Regions from separate parts of the Mus musculus genome. Here all the other regions are linked to region 2. The links are chromatin contacts, called in public HiChIP or PLAC-seq maps. All regions are on one chromosome and are shown on one strand. Each heading gives the region's core, a stretch centred on a gene start, on an enhancer-like site or on the middle of the called end of the contact. The rest is flanking DNA. Distances are from core to core; before and after follow the strand shown.

The links. HiChIP or PLAC-seq counts read pairs in DNA pulled down with a chosen protein or histone mark.
Region 1: an HNF4G HiChIP or PLAC-seq map of pancreatic cancer cells shows a contact between it and region 2. The contact joins the promoter of Krt80 here to the promoter of Atg101 in region 2. A contact is called at or near these places in 2 of 484 Hi-C or Micro-C datasets (the C10 cell line and muscle stem cells), 1 of 115 datasets of contacts at active chromatin or transcription factors (pancreatic cancer cells) and 2 of 9 other capture datasets (adipose tissue and pancreatic islet).
Region 3: a contact with region 2 is called in an HNF4G HiChIP or PLAC-seq map of pancreatic cancer cells. The contact joins the promoter of Acvr1b here to the promoter of Atg101 in region 2. A contact is called at or near these places in 13 of 39 promoter capture datasets (the 3T3-L1 cell line, 3T3-L1-derived adipocytes, the SN4741 cell line and 9 more), 2 of 15 datasets of contacts at CTCF or cohesin (the NIH/3T3 cell line and embryonic stem cells), 4 of 484 Hi-C or Micro-C datasets (CD8 T cells, cerebral cortex, muscle stem cells and 1 more), 9 of 115 datasets of contacts at active chromatin or transcription factors (the HPC-7 cell line, double positive thymocytes, embryonic stem cells and 5 more) and 3 of 9 other capture datasets (adipose tissue, liver and pancreatic islet).

The regions. Positions count from the first base shown.
Region 1 is chr15:101,368,117-101,372,301 of GRCm38.p6, forward strand. It overlaps Krt80 (keratin 80), which reads right to left and starts at 2,046. Exons shown (of 9, transcript NM_028770.3): 1 at 1,639-2,046. The coding sequence starts at 1,938. All of the region lies in intron 1 of Gm35853 (a long non-coding RNA gene), which reads left to right. Mir1941 (microRNA 1941) reads left to right here and starts at 1,236; the gene lies at 1,236-1,318.
Region 2 is chr15:101,281,605-101,285,765 of GRCm38.p6, forward strand. It overlaps Atg101 (autophagy related 101), which reads left to right and starts at 2,697. Exons shown (of 3, transcript NM_026566.2): 1 at 2,697-2,941.
Region 3 is chr15:101,172,604-101,177,201 of GRCm38.p6, forward strand. It overlaps Acvr1b (activin A receptor, type 1B), which reads left to right and starts at 1,469. Exons shown (of 9, transcript NM_007395.4): 1 at 1,469-1,632. The coding sequence starts at 1,542.

The DNA.
Region 1 (4,185 bases), core at 796-3,295, 86 kb after region 2:
ACCCTAACTGTGAGGGCTCCTTCCCTGGGCCCACACCCACGGTTCCCACCCGGTGCCCATGGCAGTGGCACAGAGTGACATCAGCATTGGCAATCGTTCGAAGGAGAGAAAAGCCACCCATGGGAGCCAAATTACATAGTTCAGCGAAGCACTCCTTTTAAGGGATTAGCCAGGCTTGTCAAGGAGGCACCTCTGCAGGGCCTACCTCTCAGGCCGTGGGTTCCATCTGCAGCTGTGGAAAGGTCTTCTTGCTCCTCCCCCAATGTGGGCATCTTGGATGTAAATGAGGAGACTCTGAACTAGTCAGAAGAGGCAGGGAAAGACACCATTTCTGCCTCAGATCTCTCTCTCTCTCTGTCTCTGTCTATCTGTCTGTCTGTCTGTCTGTCTGTCTGTCTGTCTGTCTGTCTGTCATACACACATACACATCATACACATCATACACACACAGACCTGAGTTTAAATATAAACCGTATCAGTTGTTGGCTCTGTGACTCTGGGCAATGCAATGAGTCTCTCTGGTCCTATTGCCTCATCTGCACAGCTGGGAAAACAACGTTTGTAGTGATGTTAGTTAGCACTGGCCCACCGCCGCCTTGCTACGTTCCTGTGGCATTCAGGCATCCAGGCCACACGTGGCACTCTCTTCTCACTGCCTGTCTGTCTGTACACCCCCACAGCTCAGGACCCCAGAAATGTGCAAGGGTTTGCAGACTCAGAAACCAAGAGGCAGATAAGGACTGGCCAGGGTTCCCTGTTCTGCGCAAAGTCATGAGATGTCTTTCTTTACAGTTAAGGGGATTTGAGGTGAACCTGTGAGGTGCCCTGTGGTGCCTAGCACACCAGTGTGTAGTTCAGTCAGTGCGGCTCTGACACAGGAGGAAGCAGGGCTGGGAGGATTGTTCACAGAGGCTTCTTGGAGTGGTTGAGTGGGCACAGGCTTGGAAGGTAGACAGGACTTCCTGAAGCCCTAGGCTAGCTGCAGGCAGTGAGTCTAGGAAGTGTGGGGGCCATGTTGTTAGGGGCCTGTTCCTTCCACCTAGGTGAGTGCAAAGCAGGCCAACTGTTGGCTGCTGGCTGGATTCTGACACAGTCCTCTACATTCCTTTCTCCTGACAAGCCAAAGTTGCGTCTTTACTCATACAAACTCCATGGCAGCCTCCTTCTGCCCCCGCTCCCACCCCCACCCCTTTGGACCTGCCAGAACAGTGGCTCTACGGATGAATGGGGAAAGCCAGCAGGGTGGGAGGGAGATGCTGGTACAGAGGCTTGGGGTTTTGAGGGCATCTTAGCAGTATCTCCCATCCACCCACCTGGGCAGAAGTCAGCAGGCCACACCTCCATAGGCCATCCCGAGAAGCACCCCTTGACTGTTACAGGGGTACACGGAGCCCTCCCATCCCCAGCCAGGTAGTGCACCCTTATCCAGTACCCCGCAGAGTCACCCTGAAGTTCCTTTCACCCCAGACACCAGGATGTATCAGGTTTCCCTAACCCATCTCTGCAGGTTTAGCCATGCTGCATCCCCATTGGCTGGGATCAGGGGCGGGGCATGACCGATGCTCAGGGAACCACCAGCCAGGTCACCTGGAAAGCCTGGGGCCCTTCTGTTTTGGTGCCCTCTCCCACTTAGCTCACCTTGCCAATCAGGGAGGCAAATTTATCATTGAGAGCCTTCATCTCCTCCTTTTCTTGATTCTTCTGCTGTTGAACAGCTGGATCCACCTTGAGGTCCAGAGGCACCAGCAGGCTGGGGTTCACAGTCACCTTGGGGATGGTGCCAGCTGGCCTGCAGCTTGTGAGGCTTCGAGAGCTGAAGCCAGGCCCAGGGAGCCCACAGCTGCCCCATCCTGAGGTCCCAGGCTGGGGACTGCCCGCAGGGGTCATCTCACAGCCGCTGAGGCTGCTGAAGCCAACGACGCAGGAGCGGTAGGCCATGGTGGCCCCCCTGGGCCTGGGAGCCGGAGGGCTCACCAGTGAGCTAGGGAGATTTGGAGTTGGTGGCTGGCAGCCGCCTCCTGTCACATCCAGGGCCGGCTGGGGACTGAGGCGAAAACACCTGTTGCATAGTGTTCATTAGCTACAGGAGGGCGGGACTCCTCCAAGCCAGACCAACCTGTTAGTTAGATGATGTGGCTCCCGCCCTCCCCGTACCACAGCTTTCTGTCTGCCCTACAGGGGCTCTGCCTTGTTGAAGGGGCTTGTCACAGTCCCCTGCAAGAGGGGCCTGACTGAGGAGGGGGCCTGCGGCCGGGCTGGCTGGGTGGGGCAGGGTGGGGCCGGGTGGTCAGTGCCAAGAAGGCGAAGTTCTGAAGGAAGGAGCAGGGAGAAAGGCGGGCAGCCAGCCACAGATCACGCTGCATACCGAAAGGCTGACGTATCTGGGCTCGCATACTTCTGGAAAAGATGAAGCAAGTGTAGCCCTGAGCTCCAAGGGTGATGACTGCCCTGGGCGCCATGCCAGGCTGTTGTTGGAAAACAGCCCCCTTATTATTTATCTTATCCATCTGTCAGTGTCCCCTGCTAATTTCCCATTCCCTCTTGCCCTCTCTCCCTTACTGAGGACCAGCCGAGTGCACCCCACTGACTCAAGGCCTGCAGGAAGCACATGACCGAGGCCTAGAGCTCTTGGTTTTTGAAACGTGACGTGACATTGGGTTGCGTGCGGAGTCAGCTTGGTTGTTCCCACTGGTAGAAAACCTCAATTATGTGGCTGTATTTTACCCTCATCTGAAAAATGGGCTTAAGATTTCAGTCACAAGCAGAGTAGAGGACCCACTCCAAACAGCTGGCCTGGGTTCAGAGTCCTCTCCCCCCCCCCCCCCCCCCCCCCCGCTCCAGGGGCCAAGAGGGTCTCTGATTGGCTGTAGTTCTGCCTCCAGGTGTCCAGCTCCTTGCCCTGCCTTCTCCTTCACTCTTCTTCCCGTTCCTCCTCCATGGCTACCCGTACAGCTTCTACCTTCTTCATGGAAAATCTGGTACGGAAACAGGCATCAAGGTGCCCAAGGAATTTCTGGAAACTACAAAGGTTCTCAGCCCAGTGCTCAGCCAGGGCCTGCTCTTCCTTATCCAGAGATGGCCTCTTCTTACCCACCCTGCTAGGTCCAGCATAATCTCCCTGAGCTCAGAGAAGGGTGTGTCTGTAAAAACCAAGGGGACTCGGCCTTTGAGGGGACCGAGGCAGTCACACATTTTAACCAGGCATGATGGTTGAGCCACATGACCTACACCTGCCTGGGGTCCAGGCCTGGTTCCCATGAATGGGCACTTCTGGTTCACTTGGATACAGAATTCTGCATCAGGAGTCTGTCTGGATCCTGGATTCCAGGATCTACCGTGGGTAATTGGGTTCCCAGGACAATGTATGCCCTACTTCTGTGGCATGCTATATGTACCCCACTCAGCAGCCTGGTGTGTCTGGTATGGCCGCCCCAACCTCCCACCGTCTTCTTCTGGTATCTGAATGGCATGCTGTCAGATCTAGTGGCATACCCTTCCTGGTCAGCCCAGAGTGCTCTGAGGGGGCAGCCAGTGGCATCTGCGCTTGGTACGGCCTGAGTGTTCTCTCTGTCCTTACCATTGCCTCCATTTAAGGCATATGCCAAATGAATTCACTGTCCTCAGTACAGAGGGTGGGGTGGCGTGCCTGGTCTCAGGGCACTGGTTGTTTATGGTGACTTTGGAAGCCACCGGAAGGGCGGGGGACCAAGAACGAAGCTGGTTTTGTCTCCTTATTGTTTGCTTTGGTCAGGTCGGTTCCTCTTAACGCTCAGTTCAGCCTGTCACGTCCCACTGAATTTGACAGGTTCTTGGTAAGTCACAGTCAGTGGTCACTCCCAGCCGACATGGAGGCCTTTGTCTCTGGGGGCTTTCCTTAGGGATGCTCTTGACTCCCTAGAAGAATGGCTACTGGGTGGGACATGGGAGCTATCTGTTGCCACCCCCCCCCCCCCGGCTCCGAGCTCTCTTTGGGTGCTGAGGTGACTTTGACTGCCACGGCTGTGATTGCCAAACAGGAACAGCAGAAAAAAAAAAGCCCCAAATAAACAAACTCTACAGCTCTGCCCCACCTACTTCTTGGTCCTTCCTGAGGAAGTCCTCCCATGACCCCTAACCTCCTCTGGCTCTACTTCCCTCTCCTTGGCATCCCTGAGACCCATTTGAACAGGTTGTCTCTGACCAGAG
Region 2 (4,161 bases), core at 1,447-3,946:
TTGAACTCACTCTGTATCTCAGGATGGCTTTTAGCAGTGGAAATTACAGTCAGATAATGTCCTGACTAAACAACTGTATCTTGATCATTATGGGTCAGGGCGTAGGATCAGAGAACTCATGCCACACACACCTATTTATTTATTTATTTATTTTGGCTAAGGCTGTAATAATCAGAGAAGGATGGGACCCAAAATTTGAGGCGTCCTGGAAAGAGTCAGGAAGGTCTGAGGAGGTGAGGCTTGGCCAGCATGGGAAGCCAGAGACATGAAAGGACTCAGCCTCAGTGGCAGGCAGCAGAGGGTGCACGGGGAGGATGGATTGAGGAATAGGGAGAAGAGAGCTGTGAAGGAAGACAGGCTACAGGCTCGTTCTCCAGCTCTCAGAGGTGGAGATTGGGGGGCGGGGGGAATCAAGAATCACAAGCCAGCCCTGGAAAGAGGCTCTCTCAAAATCACCAGCACACTAGCAACAATAACAGTAACAACAACAATAGCAGCAGCAGCAACAACAACAACAACAAAGTAACAATAAGGTGAGTAAAAACATCGGAAGAGTGAGTCAAGAACAGCTATGTGGCCCTGGCAGGTGTCATTACAGGGACACAGAACCAGTGGGATACACGGACACAGACGCACACATGGGATGACATATTTATTACAAGTTTATTACGTGGGATAGTTTATGTCATTATAGAGACAGCCCAAGAGCTGATGTCAGCAATGCGAGAGCCAGGAGATCTGAAGGTTTAGGTTGAGTCTGAGTGCTTCAGTCCAGAGCCTGGAGAAAGGACGAATACCCCCGCCCTGAAGCAGTAAAGCACACTCCTCACAGGGCACTGAGCCTTTGTGTTCAGGCAGAGGAGTATGTGAGTGGACGGTGGCCACCACTCTGGGAGGACCATCCCCTTTACTGAGTTTGCCACTTTCAGTGTTGCTCTCCCCAGAAACACCTTTAGTCGGACAAGTGTCTGGGGGTGTTCCAGGCAAGTGGGGGGTGTCACATACAGTTAACCGACAGTAAAGTACTGCACACCACTGAGTCACAGTTTCATTATCTGTAACTGGGGCTGTTGAGTAATATTTTATCTCACGTGAAAAGCACAGTTGTGGGTAAGTCACCACTGCCCGGCCTTTGAAGTACTTGCATGGTGGCTATCAAGGCTGAATGGTGTCCTTAGGTTAGTGCCAGCAAAGAGCTTGAGACAGCTTGAGCTTGGGCTAGAGTTGTAGCTTAGTGGGAGAGAATCCACCTAGCATGCACAATGTCCTGGGTTTGACACCCCACTCCTTTGGTTTTAATCCTCAGGAGCCCATTGTATTCCTTTAGATCAACTAGTAGTATAATTCTTTATCCACTTTAGACTCCGAATTCAGCAGTGTCCCGTAGCTTGAAATTGACACAGTTGGAAGTTGGCAAACATACCATGAATCAAGGAGGTTCTCTTCCACACAGTAAGTGGGGTACATCTGACACATTCCTTCTTGTGGGTGAGATGTGTTAAAGAATGGTAGTGTGTACGGCCGGTTGTGCAGGAGAAGCCAGACAGGTGAGCCCCTGTATTGGTAAAAGGAACCGGTTTGAACTGGAGGTTCTTCTACTTAGTGATCTAAGTAAGTGACATAGCCTCTTTTATTGTCAAATTTCCATCCACCTTGTAGGATTGCTAGATACAAGACAATCACTGCGTTGGAGATGAAATGTGTTTGGAAATCACGCATGTTAATGCTCACGTTAAACAACTCAGGAGTGCCCCCTGTTGAAAGTTAGGGATGTGCGCGCTCTTTAGGCGCTAAAAGCAACTGACCAAACCTGTGCGCTCTGGGCTTATCAACAAATAGACAACTAAAAACGCTCCGAGAGATTATTCAGCAGGAACACTTCATTTATATTTATAGGGCGCCTTATAGATCACAAAAGTATCGCTTGTGATTCCTCACAGTAGCTCCCTGTTTATATGGGGATTCGGAAAGGATAAGTAACGTTAGAGGAGCAACCGCGCAATCGTTAAAGACAAGACTGCCACCTGCTCGGTCATGACACAACATCAGGTAGTGCTTCTGTATGAAGGTAACTCAGGGAGACTAAGCTCCCTTTTCAAAATCTTCCTGTGGGTCTGAGTTCAGTGAACCCGGACTGTTGTGCACTTTGGGCCAACACAGATTCACCATCCGCTCAGTATCCTACAGCACACCGGCGTGCGCTCATCCCCAGGCGCCTCTCAGATGTTATGGCCTTGATCTCGGGATCTCTCTTGTCTTAAGGTTGTCAGCTCCGAATGGGGGCCCCCACAATGGGTCGCAGGGGAGGGCTCTCCGCCGCCGACTCCGCCTGGCCACCAGGGGCAGCGCAGAGTCCATCCGTCCCCTCTGTCCCTCTCGTCTCGATGGCGGAAGTGAGTTGTCCCAGCCCAAACAACGTTCTCGGTGGTGGGAGTGAATGGACTCGTCCAAAGGAGGGGGGGTTCCTCTTAACGAGCCTAGGGCCCGAAGGACAAACAAGAAAAAACACCCAAGTACTAAAGTTACGTGGCATTATGAGAGAGTATATAGCTCGTGCGAGCTTCCTGATGTCGTGGCTGCAGCGGCGTCCGGCTGGGTCGAGCCGAGCCTGGCCAGCACCCGCCGTGGGCGCGGATGGTTCCTTCCGGTTCCACCCTCCGAACGGGCAAAACTTCCGGCCCGCGCGCCGCTCAGGCAGAGGAAGCGGAGGCCTGGACCGGCGTCTGTAGGGTCTGGACTCGGTCCTCGTCGTCTGCACTGCTGTCCCGAGACGGCGCGAGGTCGCGGGCAGCGATCCTGACGTCCGGTCCGGTCAGAATTCTCGGTGCGGGTCCAAATAGCCTGTTTTTGCTTTTGGTCTGTCCCCGAATACTGCGTGTTCGCGTTAGGGAAGAAGGGGACCCGAGGCTGAGTGGCTCCTGCTCGGATTTCTACCAGCAAGGTGAGGCATGGGCGTGTCCTGGGTCGGATAGACTTCTGCCTGTTGGTTAGGGGGACCAGAGGGAAATGCAAATGTTGTCTCTGTGTAAAAATTGGCTGAGGCTGGAAGGAAGGGGTGGGTCCTGGAGTAATGCTGAAACCAAGGGAAGTTGCTGGTTAGAGGGAGAAACAGTTGGAAAGGCAGGACCAGAGCTGGGAATTTCTAGGTGGGAAAATGCAGAATGGAATTAAACAAGAGGATAAATAATAACGAGTAAGGGAGCCGTCGCATCCTTGGTCCACGAGAAAGGAACTCTTGGAAGAACCTGGTATTCTGGCCAGGCTATACTGAGGGGATAATAGGAGCCAGTTTATAGCGACAAATAGTGTCTCTGCTGTAGGAATAGTGAGAGGCAGAAAACACCCGGTGGGGACAGGTATGAGAGAGGGAGCCAGGCTGATGGCAGAGCAATCCACATACTTTGCACCCAGAATGGAGACAAAGCCCAGCTTTTGGGAAGCTGAGGCAGAACATTTGCTGCCTCAGTCAAGGAGTTGGAGGACAGCCTGGATTAGATGAAGGGGTGTCTCAGAAATAAAAAACAATCCCCCCCCATCTTAAAAACACTAATAAGGCAGATTGAAACACAAGGCAAGGAGGATTCCTTTGGTAGAAGAAATAGTTGAACTGTCTAAAGATGAGATGGCGTGTGTTGGAGGTGATGAGAAGTCACCAGGAAAGGGGCAGGTAGAACACACATCTAGGAAAAGTAACTGCTTGCACTCCCTGTGGGCTCGGTTTGTTACCCAAGTTCCTTCCTCACCCCGCCACCTCAGTGGCTCTTTGCATGGTTACCCAGTAGTGACAGTATAATAACAAATTTAGCACCTAACGCTTTGTGCTTGCTACCTGACAGGCAGTTTTAAGGGGTATACACATCCAACTTTTCAGTCTTTGAGACTTTTATTTGAAGGTTATTACTAGCTCCCTTTTTTATGGGTCCTGGAGATTGGACCCCTCACTCGTGCAAGACAAACGCCTTACCACTGAACTACTACCCTCAGCTTGTACAGCTGTAGGGCAGAGCTATGCATTCTGGTCCTGGATGCCTGAAGTTTGAGTCATTGTTTTTAACTAGTAGACTGTTTGACATTAAAATATCCTAAATCTTTGCTGAAGTCCCAATTTATAGGTAGCGAACAGGTTTACAAAGGCTGAGTGGTTTTTATAAGGTCTGAAAG
Region 3 (4,598 bases), core at 219-2,718, 110 kb before region 2:
TTTTCCTTGGGTTCTTTGTGTTGGAGACAATTATAAGGTAAGATGTCAGAACAGCGCCCCCCACCTTTGTTTGTTTGTTGGTTGGTTTGGGTTTTTTGTTTGTTTGTTTGTTTTTGAGACAGGTTTCTCTGAGTAGTCCTGGCTCTTCTGGGACTCACTCTGTAGACCACACTGTCCCAGAACTCAAGAGATCTGCCTGCCTCTCCTCCCTCCCTCCTTCTTGACGGTCTTCTCTATCCCTTGGTCTCACACATGAAACTATCTATGACTTTGAAAGGCTAAGATGTTGCCTGTTTTCTCCTAGTTGGTTATCAGAAGCAGAATACAGATCCCAAAGTCTCTTGTGAGCTCTTCAGAAAGATACGGGATCATTTGCCTTTTATAAGTATTTCCTACTAGGTTTGAAAGTAATGTTTATCTGGAAACTATTTAGAAGTTACTGGAATACTTAAAGGAGAAACAAAAAATTATTTCAGCCTGCCTCTGTGGCACACACACCTTTAGACCCAGCACTTGAGAAGCAGAAACAGGCAGTTCTCAGTGAGTTTGAGGCCAGCCTGGACAACATAATAAGACTCTGTCTCAAAAACAAACTGAAAACCTTAGTAGTAATATTGAGTAATATCGTTCCCTTTTCTCCTACGCATACATGCATACATATCATCCACAAAAATTTATTGTAAAGGTTGGTGTTTACATTTTCATTTAACATGGAGTAACATTTCCTCGCGCCATTAGTTTTTGTAAACCGATTTTTAATCACTAGTGCTCCTTCACATGAGTGAGCCACAGTTTATCTAAGCTTCTATGATTGCTTCTCTAGTTTCCAGCTTTTTCCAATGATAAATAAGCAAGGGAACATTTTGCGTAAATATTTAGCCTCATTATTTCCTGAAGACAGACAGGAGGAAATGCCGGGCAAATGCAATGCGTTTTGTGAAGCTGTCTGATAGGTGCTGTCACATTGTTTCCCAAAATGGTTCTACCTGGCCAGCACCCTCACCAAGGCTGTCAGCCGTGCCAGCCTAGCTACATTTCGAAAACACAGACGCTCGCTCGCACAGGTAGTTGTGTCCAGCTCGCTGCAGCGGGAGGGAGCCTCGAGGGGACGCCGGTCAGGAGACTCTGGCGACGAACCCAGCGGGACACAACGGGCCGGAGGGTCGGGGCTGGGGGAAGGAAGGAGGACGGGCGCCGGCGCGGCCACTCCGCGGAGGGAGGAGGGAGACTGTCGGTCGGCGGACCCGGCCTCCCCCGCTTTCGGCTCAGCTCCGCACGGGTGCGCGAGGTTGGCCGAGGCGAGAGCCTCCGCCCCTTTAACAGGGACCCTCCCCTTTAAGGCGGGCGCACGCGCGCACCCGGCCCCGCCCTTCGGGGGCGCGCGCGGCGGCGGCCGCACCGGCTCCCGGGAGCTCACGTGCCGGCGCGGAGCGAAGGAGCCGGGCGCGCGCGGGCGGGCGGGAGGAGGGAGGGAGGGAGGGAGAGAGGCGCCGGGGGCGCGCGCGCGCGCTGGGCGCTGCTGGGCTGCGGCGGCGGTTACTATGGCGGAGTCGGCCGGAGCCTCCTCCTTCTTCCCCCTTGTTGTCCTCCTGCTCGCCGGCAGCGGCGGGTCCGGGCCCCGGGGGATCCAGGGTGAGTCCGGGGCGGGGATGGGGGGGGGGGGCGCGGGATACAGACGGCCAGGCGAGGCCTCGCGCTCGCCGTGGGGCTCGGGCGCGCCCCCTCCCCAGCCGCGCAATATGGCCGGGCGGGGGGCGCGGAGGGCCGGGGTGGCGCTGGGTCAGCCTTGGGGACCCGCGCGCTCTTCCAGACGGAGCCCGACCGGGGCGCCCAGGGGGTCGCGCCTCCTGCACCCTCCGCTCCCACCCCAGGCTTCCTCGAGATGTGGAGGTCCCTGGCTCCTGCCCTTCAGCGCGTCCGTGCGAGGGGGGTTATTCCCTGCCAGCAGATGCTCCTGGGGGCGCCTTTTCTCCCGCCAAGATTGTGGGGTTCGACGATGGGGGGCTTGTTTCTCCGATGTGTTCTGTTGCCGAGAGCCTATGCGTACCCTAGGCTAGGAGGGTAGGGGTCTCTAAGCCTCCCTTCATCATGGGGTGCCCCTACCCTCTTTCCCCTGCCACCCTGATGGTCTAGGCACCGGAGTCACATTCCCCCTTCTTTCGCTCAGCTCCTTGGGTTCTGCAGGGCACCCCCCTCCCACCCACCTCGGATATCCATGCCTGTAGACGCTGTTTGGAGGAAATGGGGCGAGCAGGCCCCTAAACCTTTTTGGAGATTGGCCTCAGAGCCATTCCAACCCTGTGAAAACCTAGTTCCCCAGCTGTTAATCTGAATCTAGGTGTATGTGTGTTTGCATGCCTCCTCACCTCCCCCACCCCGCCCCAGGGGGCCCATTCAGTTAATCACTCCGAGGATGCTTTTCAGGTGAGATCCTGAAAACTGCTTCCAACCCCCCCACCCCCAATTATTTAAAGACCCCCACGGTTGGACCGTCTCCCTGGCCCTTGGTCAGTACTTTTGCCTTGACACACAGTCCCTCCTCCCGGCACCCACCCTCCACACACACCCCTTACCTTCCAGCCTTAAGGGCCTTGTGTGGCCAGGCCCACCCCCACCTTTCCCAGTACAGAGGTGGAGACGTTTCTGTGGGACACTACACCGGCTGTGTTGTTTATGAGGCTTGTGAGGCTGGGAAGAGCCGGTGAAACCCTAAAATATTTCATCTGGTAGTATTCTCAAATGTGCTTTGGCATTGGGGTTACAGAAGAAGGTTATATTTGGCAGTTGCATCGAAGTGATTATTGACCCACAGATGGATATGGTGAGACAATTAGGGGTTGTATTTGCTGCTCCCATTGTACAAAGCCTTCTGCTTTGGCTTCTCAGCCGCCCCCAACCTTCCAGCAATGGAAGTTCGTGTGTGTGTGTGTGTGTGTGTGTGTGTGTGTGTGTGTCTGTCTGTCTGTCTGTCTGTCTGTCTGTCTGTGGCTCTAATCTGCACGCGCACACACACACACACACACACACACACACACACGAGATGCTCAGGTGGGTCTTGGTTTAGTAACGCAGACCCTCAGTAGAAGACACCATGCTACTTTGGAGTCTCAAAACCAAGTTCACTATCCCCGTCTTTGATGTGTTCTTCCAGAGTGGCGGGGCTTGTGCGTCGGCGGCGGGGTCTTTGTTCACTGGCTAGTGCTTCTGCTAGGCACTGTGCTGAGTTCCCTGTGTTGCTGCTGCTCTGTCACAGGTAACTGAGCGGCGGCGGCAGAGACTGGTAAACCCCGCCGAAGGTGGATGAACAGCCTTACATTTGTGGGGAGAGAGTGATTTTCATAAATAAGAATGTTCTCTGGGGCTTGTGGGCCATGTTTCGAGATCTGTGACAGTGCTGTTTCCCTAGTAGGGTGGTAAAAATAAGGACATTCCGTCTTCAGGTTTGTCGTGTTATGTGTGTATAAATAAATCTCTAAGTCCCTCCAGTGAAATTCATATCCTGCCTCTAGCATCTCCAAGATTTTGAAACAGTCAGTTCCCTGCTGATTTGGTGTCTGTCTGTGGGCTTGCCTTGTTGCTAGCATAGTTAAGAATGTTTAATTGGTAAGCCAACTGGTTCTGAACACGGTTTGTTTTTGTATCCTCCCCAAACTGGATGCTTGTTGGGGTGGCAGTGGGTGGGTATAACCGGGAGTTGGGCTCTTTTTTTGGTAAATGGGATATTTGGTTGTGTGTCCAGCAAACATTCTCCAAGGCCTTCAAACTTCTTGGCCAGACACTGCAGTTTTTTCCGGGATACATCTAGTTGCCAATAGTGCATGCTACAGAGACCACTGTTGCAAAAGGCTTAAAGTCAGACGTCACTTCTGGGAAAGTAGAGGCTGGGATAACAAGAAGTTGATTTTTTTTTTCCCCTCCCCTGCATTTCCTATACAGAGCTCCTGTGGGCTGGAGAAGTGACAGACCAAGGCAGTTCTCAGGCCTGGTATGTGAGCACCATGTGAGGGCAGCAAGAGATAGGTGTCTACTAATTCATCAAAACTGGGGCTTAGTAAAAAGCCAGGACAAGGATTTTTACCCTGGAAACAGCATCCACTGGGTAGATGGTGTGTTTTAAGACCTGTCTTAGGAATCTTAACTAGTGTTATAAAATGTAAAATTAAGTTAGTAGCAGGAGAACATGACATTCATGTTTTAAAGACAATCGCAGCAAGAGAGGCATCTGAGGTTCTGATAGGAACATTTTGCATTTCTATGAACAGCTTCATTGAGTGGGTTTGGACTTGAGGTGGGGGGGGGGGGAGTGAACTCCTGTGGAGGGGCAGGGAGCCTCTGATTAGTTTGTTCACACAGCTCCTGGGCAGATGAGATAAAGCACTTTAAAATGGCTACTCTGGGTAAAGGTTAGAACCAGATGGAGGGAGGGAGGGAGGGAGGAGGCTGTGCTCAGGGAACTTTGTTTCATACAGGTTGCCCTTGAACAAGTAACTTAACCTGTTACTGCCTCAACTGTCCCTCTGGAAATGAGAAAATACCCTGTGTCGCGCCGATTGGGACATTTGTGAGGCTGACTGACTGATAGGCCACTGTTGGCACGG